2 separate regions of the Triticum aestivum genome follow, and region 1 is linked to region 2. Evidence: chromatin contacts called from public Hi-C data. All regions are on one chromosome and are shown on one strand. The core of a region is the stretch at or near the end of the contact, and the rest is flanking DNA. Distances in the headings are between cores, read along the strand shown. Region 1 holds the start of LOC123189571 (plant UBX domain-containing protein 1). Region 2 holds the start of LOC123189568 (elongator complex protein 3).

Region 1 (5,148 bases), core at 2,475-4,974, 350 kb before region 2:
TACTATAGTTTTTAAGATAATACATACCTTCAGGCAGATCATAAGAAAAGAAGACATTAGCTCCAGGAACAAAGCCAATTGTGTAGAAGTCCTGCGAGGTGTCCATTATTCGCTTCTTTGGAGGAACTGTGTCTGTTGTGGAGTCAATAAAAATGATATTAAGATGTTGTAACTGGTACATCTCTAATACACGACTACAGATGATCTATGAAAATCCCAAGTGAAAACTGAAAAGTTCAATGGATGGATACTAGAGGATCCTCAGACTTCTACAAGTTCAAGCAAAGGTAATATGGAATATGGGTTCCAGGACAGATATTGTATCTAAAACATGCAACATCAAGCTGGCAACAATTTGGACACTGGTGATATTCAAATCAAGGGCACAAGAAAATGATAATGTGACCAAGCTTGTCAAAAGACCACACAATCAGAGCACTTTCACATTTGGGTACTTAGGAGCTCGACAAGTCGGTGCTGTAAATAGTTGCATACCAAACTGTTTTTGATTAATTTATAGCACTTCATAACAATCGATTAATAAAAATATGTAAAACCCTTTGCTCAGAGCACTGAAATTTTGTTCACATGATGCTAGACCATCGAACTATTTATAGGGCACTAGTAGTTTTCCTGTTTGTCATGATTGTCAACATATACGTTTGCTACTCATACACAAATGTATTATCATTGGTAACACTGAGCCAATCTTAACCGAACCAGGGTGAAATGAAAGGAACTGGTGAACAGGAAACGAGGAGAGGGAAAATATTACTTGTCAAACTCTACATCATCTGAAAAGAGAAGTGGAACTTACAAAGATAGAATGGCAGGTCTGGTCTAGCAATTACTTTCATGAGAAGATCCACCAGACTATGTACCGTCTCTGATGGATGGAACTCAGCCTCAAGAATGTAACCATCAGGGAATCGAACCCTCGCCACTGCCTACAGTTAAGAAGGTTAGCAACAAAATGGAATTTGCCCTGAAACTAGATTCAGAGAGGGACGAACACATAAACCAATTAAATGAGGATGACACAGGGAACTTTCTACTACTAAATTAGTAATACTGAATTAATAAGGAAAGGCAAAAGAAGCTACTTTGAAATATAAATACTCCCTCCGTTTCTTTTTAGTCCGAGTATAAGGTTTGGTAAAAGTCAAGTTTTTAAAAGTTTGACTAACTTTGTATTGAAAAATATCATCATTCACAATATGAAATCAATATTGTCAGATGCACCATGAAATGTATTTTCATACTACTATATAGTTTTAGTATTATATATGTTCATATTTTTCGATATAAATTTGGTCAAATTTTGTGTAGTTTGACTTTGACCAAATTTTATACGTGGAGTAAAAAGAAACGGAGGGAGTAATCCAAACAATGTGCATCATTTGAAGTATTTCTTCATAGGATTTCACATGCCAGCAGCTAGACTTTGCAGATATATTTATTCTACGAAACAAATTTTCCCTTAGAACATGTCCGGAGGTACTGTTAATATAAGGCTAGATAAAATCAATAAGCAAAATACAATGAGCTAGAAGATGAAAAGTGGTATTAGTACAAGTGCTATGCCACTCCTACATAATCATAATAATTAAACAGTAGCATAGTGCATCATATTCCTTCCTACCTTTGTTAGCCTTGCTCGTTGAGCAGCAAGTTCTGCTTCCCTTATTTTACGAGTCTTCAGAACTTTCGATTGTTCTGCAAGGTGTCAAATTTTAAACATTGTTACAGTTAAGAAATTAGAAAGCTTGGACAATGCCAAGTAGGATGTTTAAGTAATAAATGTAAATGTTCCCAGACAATATCAAGAGAGTATTTAAGTAACCTGCAAGCCTATTTGAAATCAACTTGTAATAATCACTAGGCTGAAGCTCATAAAAGTCATCGTCTTCCTCTGCATGAACCATGTTTTCATGTCACAATGCAATTACCATAAAGACACATAATAGAATTGAGTAAAGCAAAAGCAAGTAAAAGGATTTACCCTGATCTGCCTTGGCCAATTTGCTAGTCATTAGCTCAAATGTTGTGCTTGTAAATATCCGGATCTCATGTCCAAGCTCTTGTGACACTGCTTTCAGCTTGTCCTGTGATTTTGAAGAAAATGTAGTTGTCAGACTTCATTTTACGTTTTACTTTTCTATTCATGGAAAATCATAACACAGAGGTTCTGACCAAAGAAGAACAGTCTTTCATGGGCAGATGAATACAAGTGCTACAACTGATTGTTTTACACTTCATATAATTATCAACCTATCGATGATTTGGACACAAAGTATAAACCAACCGCCTGAGCAGAAAAGTCTACAGACTCATGGGTGCTTATTCGAAAAAGGATCAATGTGAGAAAAAATACGGCACAAAAATGTATTCGAAATGAAGCCACAGATGTCTTTCTGAAGTTCAAAGACAGCTTTCGATTATATTTGACACCAGAGGGCACACAATTACGAATAATTGAGCATCTATCACAGGGCAAGCAAAAGAGTATTGATGTTGTCAATAACAAGTTGACAGCATGTAGGTTTCAGCCATTACGGTGTTTTGCAGAGCACCTGGCAGCCTCCCTCCAAACTTGTCCCAAGATACAGTACTGCTTTTCTGCCAATCAACCGATAACCATATATGCCTAGCACGACCAAGGCATTGTGAGAACATAAAGAGCTTCACGTAGACGAAGCTACAGATGGCCCCTAAACTTGTCATGGCCATCAATGTTCATACAGACAGAATCTCTCAAATGCAAACCATAGAGGCTACAGCATGCCGTGGTAAAATGTTAATCCTTCAGTTTCAAGTATGTTGCCAGCAATCTCACACAAAGAAACAATAACAGGCACTTCATTTGCTGGGATCTACAAAATCTTTTTGGACCTTAACAGATCTACAGAGCCTATTTCCCCCTTGAAACCTCGTGCTGCCAACAGCAATAAAGACGAACCCTCAATTGAAAGAACCCATTGATTAAAACCTAGGTCAAAGAACTCGTCTTCCGCAAGGCATACATCCAGCCAGGCGGATTCCCCAATCACCCACCATGCGGCTGTACAAGTATGGAATCACTCCTCCATACACAAAGTTGGCAGGTAAAGAAGCATCAAGAACTGCAATCTCTAGCACAACGCACCAATGCCCACGAACCAGCGCACCATCTCGGCGCCCTTTCCAGCCAAGAACGCCCCGCTAAGATGCTAACCCCCGACGCAAAGAATCAGGAAAGAGCGCGCCCACCGCCCGATCCCAGGCGCGAATCCTCGCTTTACGCCGCCCATCCCGCCGCCAAGAACTCCGCCCCCCACCCAAGATCGCGCGGCCTTCACCGTACCCATCCCTCCAAGAACTCCACCCCGCCAAAGAACTCGCCCAAGAAACCCAAGAGACGGAGGCGCGAGAGGGAGGTAGGGAGGGGAGATGTACCGGAACCCGGGGCGGCGCCTGCTGCTCCGGGCGCGTCTCCTCCTCGTCGAGATCCATGGACAGCAGCAGCTCGAGCCCTCCCTCGTCCTCCACCCTTTTCCGGCGCCTGGAGCAGAGGAGGAGAGGGTTTATTTGGGGGTACTCTGCTTCCATCGGGGTCGGACACGGCCTTCGTGGCACCGTCAGGGAACCGGCTTCGTGACGGGGCACCGCGGGGGGGAGGTCAGGTGGGGCCTCGGCTGCAGGTCGGGTCGGGTCTGGTAAAGGTACTGGTGCTGGTGCATGCAGGCGCGTGACCGTAGCCCCTTTTATACTGGTTTGTGTGGCACGGTGGGGGGCGCGGCCGAGTTGCGGAGTCTGACACCCGGGCCCCGGGCGAGTGGTGAATCTTTTCGTGGAAGATATCGTTTTCTTTTTGCCGGATTTTATTGGAAGATATGTGGGGGCCACAAAGAAGTGGCCCTGAGTCCTGTTTGGAACGCGGGTAAAATATATTATATGAATGGTGTAAAACATCGGAGCGAGAAAGGTAAGTATAGGTAAATCATAGAAATGGAAACTATTGAATAATATTCAATTGCTGGTGTGCTGGAAGTGAGGGTTTTTTAATTTAAATTAAAGAGGAAAAAACCAATGTTGATCGTTTCATTTGTAGGGTTAGATTTTTTTTGGATTTTTTCTCTTAGGATTCATCTGCGTTTAAGTATAGATAAATCAGAGGAATGGAAACTATTGAATAATATTCAATTGTTGGTGTGCGGGAAGCGAGGGTTGTTTAATTTAAAGAGGAAAAAAAACTATGTTGATCGTTTCATTTCATTTGTAGGGTTAGATTCTTATGATTTTTTTTCTCTTATGATTCATTTGCGTTTTATTTTGAAAGGAAAGTATAGGTAAATTAGAGGAATGGAAGTGAGGGTTCTTTGATTTGGTGCGTTTGGTTGTTGGGCTATCCCACCCCGAGACAAGGGTAGCCCTTTTTTTGTCTAAACGCTAGTTGTTTGGTTCATGGATGGGAAAGAGTAGAGCTACCTGGATGCTAGGAATATTCTTTTAAAAGGAGGCCTCCGCCTAGCCGCGAAAATCTCACACAAATAGGCATCCGTTGCATACGACACAAAGGCAACCCACGAAATATTTTTACATGACCCTCTCATTTCGTTCAACTCCCACAAAAAGTCAACCCTATCCCTTCCTCCACTATCTTAGCCTGGGCGTTCAACTTTACCCAAACAATCAGGTCGGGTAAAAAAGATTCAGGTTTCCAAAATTAACACCCAAAAAATCCTTAAAAAAATAGCTACCCAACAATTCGGGTGCCCGAAAATTTGGTTCGGGTAGCCTTGATTACCCGAAATATGGCATGGTGAGAAAAACATTGGCTCTAGATGTGGAAATGTCGAATGAGAACATGGGTTGGTTGTGGTGTCGCATCGGATAAGATGGAGGCTTTTGTCGTCACTGGAGCTCATCCACGGGGTGCAAGTTGGCCTAGGACGAGACGATCGGCACATGGTTCCAGGTGGCGCGCAACGTCTGGTTGTAGGCGACACAGTGGCTAGGTAGAGCAGCAGTGCACTGGGACCTGCGAGAGCAGAAGGCTTCGCGTTGCAAGGCATTGTGGCGGTTAATGGTCACTGCGTGGGAGGCATGGAGGTGGTGGTTGCATCATGGACTGGTGGTGGTGTTGCCTGTGGAGGCTGGGAGATGGGA
Region 2 (4,625 bases), core at 690-3,189:
AGTAGCCTTCTTGAAATTTCTAGCGGCCATGCAGTACAAGCCTTCGTACACTTTCAATCTGTTCTTCCTCTCCCAATCACCACCCTCTTCAAACAAGCTTCGATCAGGAAAGGAGGTTGCTCAGTATTACACATCATAATGCAAAACAAGTACAGTAGCAAATAGCTAAACTACAAGACTTCATACTTACATTTTGGCCTTGTCAACGGACTTTGAGATGAGATCAAAGTCCATATGGAAAAGGCCAATCTGTAAAGTGTAGAAAACAAGATCCATCTTCTGCCCCACAGCTACAGTTTTGCCTTCAGTAACTTTAAGCTGCTCCAGCGCTTTTTCCTGAAATTTTGGATATTTAGGTCAGAAGAAAATATCTAAAACATATAACGAAAACCTAACACGGTGGAAGACATTAGATATGTAGACATGCCTTCTCGCCAACCCTTATGAAGTACAAGGATTTGGCTAGATGGGCTTCACGCACTTCACTCTCACCCAAATTCTCTTCAGCATCCGCGATCCTTTATGCATAGATAGTTGAATGATATTAAGCAGTAGAAGCCAAGAACAAAACCAACATAATGCAGATTCAGATGAAACAGAAGGTGGGAAAAAGAAGCGATACACTTCACAAGTTCAGAGTCTAGATAACAAGAGTGCACATTTTCAATCTTTGCAGAAAAAATTCTGACTGCTTAAACTGCAGACCTTTCTGGAGACCAGTAATTTGTTTGTGTACACATCAATTCTCTATTTACTATCAGCTGCTGTTCCACTACTGATCTAGATGGTTGTCCATCAGTAACCTTAAACCAGCACATTTTAGTATGCCCTTCATATCTCATGATATCAATCAGGGTCTGTCTAGGACACATCTAGATGTGACATAGCCTGATGTCCACTATGTTTGTGGTCTATTTTTTTTTTGTCCCAGCTTTTTTTTTTGTTCCTTGTTGCTGCCTTATTTGTGGGAGCTTAGATGACATCCTTAGAAAATATTTAGATGTGAATTAGACAAACTGTATCAATATTATAGGAAAAAGAAATTTGGTAGTACTAGTAGTTTTTAAGACATCCAAATTTGGCAATATTGGAAGGGCGAATACTAGTTAGTACTAGTTATTATAATGCTGAGAAACAACAGGAGCATCAAGAACAAATGAAGAATTGCACAATCACAGTCTAGAGCTCGTAACACTGTGGGTTTCTAAGGGCTAAATTATCAGATAATCTATATGGAGTGGTCAAACTATGTTAGATGTATCGACGGCAGGAGTATTTGAAACCCTAGAAAGTAGCCTGAAATTCGAGCATGAAAAAGGATAGGCCGGAGAGATCCACTCACTTCTCGTCGAACTTCTTGGTCTCCTCCTCGATCCGGCCGCGCATCTCCGCGAGCAGCGCCGCGTCCATCTCCAGCACGCCGTCGGCCGCCAGCGACTCGTACAGCGCCGCCATGTCTGGAAAAAACAAGCGCATCGGATCGAATCAGACCACCCTAAACCGACCCACGGGTGAGGAAGCAGATTCGAGGAGGAGGCGGGGTTTGGTACCATCGGATTTCACTGCGGCGAGGACGTCATCGCGGAGGCCGACCTTGGCGAGGTCGTCCACGTCTGGCTGCGAGAGGAGGAACAGCTTGTGCGCCAGAACCAGCTGCGGCTGCTGCTTCCCTTCCTCGCCGCCGCCGTCCATCTCGCCGCCGCACGCTCGCCTCGCCGCGCTTTGCTTCTGCCGCAAGAGATGGGGGGAGAGAGCAGAGCAGAGCAGAGGAGAAAGGATTTTCCCGTGAGCAGAAGGATTTAATTACTGGCCTATACTAGTTTACATTCTGGTTCGACGTGTATTAATCGGCACCGTCCGTTCGCGATCTGACGGCTGTGCTGGGCGGAGAAGGGTCGAACCGGCCGGTAGAGAAGGCAAAGGCCAGACACCGACCGAGCCCAACTCCAGTTTCGTCCCTCCGAGGCCAAAAAAAACCCTTCGCCGAAACCCTTCCCGATGGCCGCCGCCGTAGCCGCGGCCGCGGCCGACCAGCCGCGCCGCCGGAAGCCGACGCCGGGGCGCGGGGGCGTGGTGCTGCCCGCGGGGCTCTCCGAGGAGGAGGCGAGGGTGCGGGCCATCGCGGAGATCGTGTCGGAGATGGGCGAGCTCTCGCGCCGCGGGGAGGACGTGGACCTCAACGCGCTCAAGTCGGCCGCGTGCCGCCGCTACGGGCTCGCCCGCGCGCCCAAGCTGGTGGAGATGATCGCCGCCGTGCCGGAGGCGGACCGCGCGGCGCTGCTGCCCCGCCTGCGCGCCAAGCCCGTGCGCACGGCCTCGGGCATCGCGGTGGTCGCCGTGATGTCCAAGCCGCACCGGTGCCCCCACATCGCCACCACGGGGAACATCTGCGTCTACTGCCCGGGAGGCCCCGACTCCGACTTCGAGTACAGCACCCAGTCCTACACTGGATACGAGCCCACCAGCATGCGCGCTATCCGGGCAAGGTGATTTACTACTACTAATGCTGTTAACACATTGTTAGAAATACAAAATGCATGCTTCAGTTTGCATTGCAATTGAATCCTTCCTATGTGACTGAAAATTGTGTCTCATTGGACTGTTAATTAGTGCAAACAAGGTTTCACTAGTGATCTATTTGATCTCTGCGCATAAAAATCTAATAGCCACAGGTTGTGTTGAGCGATGTATCTATACAAGTACTCTTATCATTTTGACTGCTTTCTAGAGATGCTTTTGAAAATGTATTTACCGATCTGGAGTTGCAATTGTAGGTACAATCCATATGTGCAGGCCAGAAGCAGGATAGATCAGCTCAAAAGGCTCGGTCATAGTGCGGATAAGGTTTGTCCCTAGCCCAAGAAACTATTTCATCTTGCTTTGAGTGATTTCATGCTCAATCTACTTATACTTGATGCATTCTAAGTGCAAGGTAATTCAAATATACTCTTTTGCAGGTCGAGTTCATTTTGATGGGTGGGACTTTCATGTCTTTACCAGCTGATTATCGTGATTATTTCATCAGAAATCTCCATGATGCTTTATCGGGGCATACTTCTGCTAATGTTGAGGAGGCGGTTTGTTATTCAGAACATAGTGCTGTCAAATGTATCGGTATGACAATTGAGACGTAAGGGTCGTTCAACATATATCCATTCTTCTTGGTTGCATTTGAAAAAATCCCCTGTTATTTTTCCCATGAAACAACATCTAATTAGTCTTTTTATTCCAGGAGACCTGATTATTGCCTGGGGCCTCATTTGCGGCAGATGCTATCTTATGGATGTACCCGCTTAGAAATTGGTGTTCAGAGTACATATGAGGATGTTGCACGTGACACAAACAGAGGCCACACTGTAGCTGCTGTTGCTGATTGTTTTTCATTAGCAAAAGATGCTGGTTTTAAGGTTATTGCTCACCGGCCTGCTAATTCCTCTTGTTCAATTCATTTCCTTGTTGCTTGAACAGTAGGTTGGTAGCATCAGAATGAGGTGTCTTCTAGCTTGGATTATGACTTGCGCAGTTGTCCTAATAAATGATGATTTACCTGTTGATAGGTGGTTGCGCACATGATGCCAGATTTACCTAATGTTGGAGTTGAGAGAGATATGGAAAGTTTCAGAGAATTTTTTGAAAATCCAGCATTCCGAGCAGATGGTCTAAAGATCTATCCAACTCTTGTGATTCGTGGAACTGGTCTTTATGAGCTATGGAAAACTGGAAGGTACTATATTTATCCAGCGCTTGATATTTTATTTCCTGCTTGATCTTATGATCAGTCTTTCGGTTCTAAAGTTTGAGAGTGAGAATTGAGAACTTATATACTGGTGACATCTGTTGTGTTGCAGGTATAGAAACTACCCACCAGAGCTGCTAGTGGATATTGTAGCAAGGATTTTGTCGATGGTACCACCATGGACACGAGTCTATCGGGTCCAGAGAGATATCCCTATGCCACTTGTTACTTCCGGTGTCGAGAAAGGTAACCTGCGTGAGCTTGCTTTGGCTCGAATGGAAGACTTGGGCTTGAAATGCAGAGATGTCAGAACACGTGAGGCTGGAATTCAGGTAAATATGGGGCTCTGTGAAGTCACTGCCATGTGCTTCTAATTGATTAAGGATGTATCCTCATCTTTCTTGTTGTGCTTCTCCACACAGGATATCCATCACAAGATCAGGCCTGATGAAGTAGAGCTTGTCAGGCGTGATTATGCCGCAAATGACGGCTGGGAGACCTTTCTCTCGTATGAGGATACACGACAGGTACTCAATATCTCGGATGGGATGTGAAAATATGATATGGTTTATGCTGCATTCCTAAATAGGCATGGATTTTTCCAATGTAATCATGGTCAATTCCCTTTTACATGGGTTGGATTTTTTTAAACTTATTATCCACGTAGTTATTGCCTTGTTGGTTTCACTTGTACCAAGAAAGTTTTAATCTGTTCTGCTTGTATAGTGTGCTCCTGAGATTGCTACTGTTGCATAGAGTTTATCACCAGGCCCCTTATCCTTTTGATCTTGCGACTCACACTTTCCTTTTCTAAATTCTACAGGATATCCTTATTGGCCTGTTGCGCTTGCGTAAATGTGGCCGCAATGTTACAGGCTCTGAACTCGTA

What was found. Hi-C and Micro-C count contacts between places; a contact is called where the count stands out from the background.
Region 1: a contact with region 2 is called in a Hi-C map of leaf, with 6 times the contacts expected there. The contact joins the promoter of LOC123189571 here to the promoter of LOC123189568 in region 2. A contact is called at or near these places in 3 of 5 Hi-C or Micro-C datasets (all in leaf).

What each region holds. Positions count from the first base shown.
Region 1 is chr2A:585,603,452-585,608,599 of IWGSC CS RefSeq v2.1, reverse strand. It overlaps LOC123189571 (plant UBX domain-containing protein 1), which reads right to left and starts at 3,724. Exons shown (of 8, transcript XM_044602015.1): 1 at 3,436-3,724; 2 at 2,003-2,105; 3 at 1,844-1,912; 4 at 1,643-1,716; 5 at 818-947; 6 at 28-132. The coding sequence starts at 3,588.
Region 2 is chr2A:585,256,479-585,261,103 of IWGSC CS RefSeq v2.1, reverse strand. LOC123189568 (elongator complex protein 3) reads left to right here and starts at 1,939. Exons shown (of 9, transcript XM_044602012.1): 1 at 1,939-2,486; 2 at 2,775-2,844; 3 at 2,958-3,130; 4 at 3,233-3,407; 5 at 3,558-3,724; 6 at 3,849-4,068; 7 at 4,159-4,263; 8 at 4,560-4,625. The coding sequence starts at 1,999. LOC123189569 (26S proteasome non-ATPase regulatory subunit 6) reads right to left here and starts at 1,808. Exons shown (of 8, transcript XM_044602013.1): 1 at 1,551-1,808; 2 at 1,343-1,457; 3 at 428-518; 4 at 191-336; 5 at 1-97. The coding sequence starts at 1,692.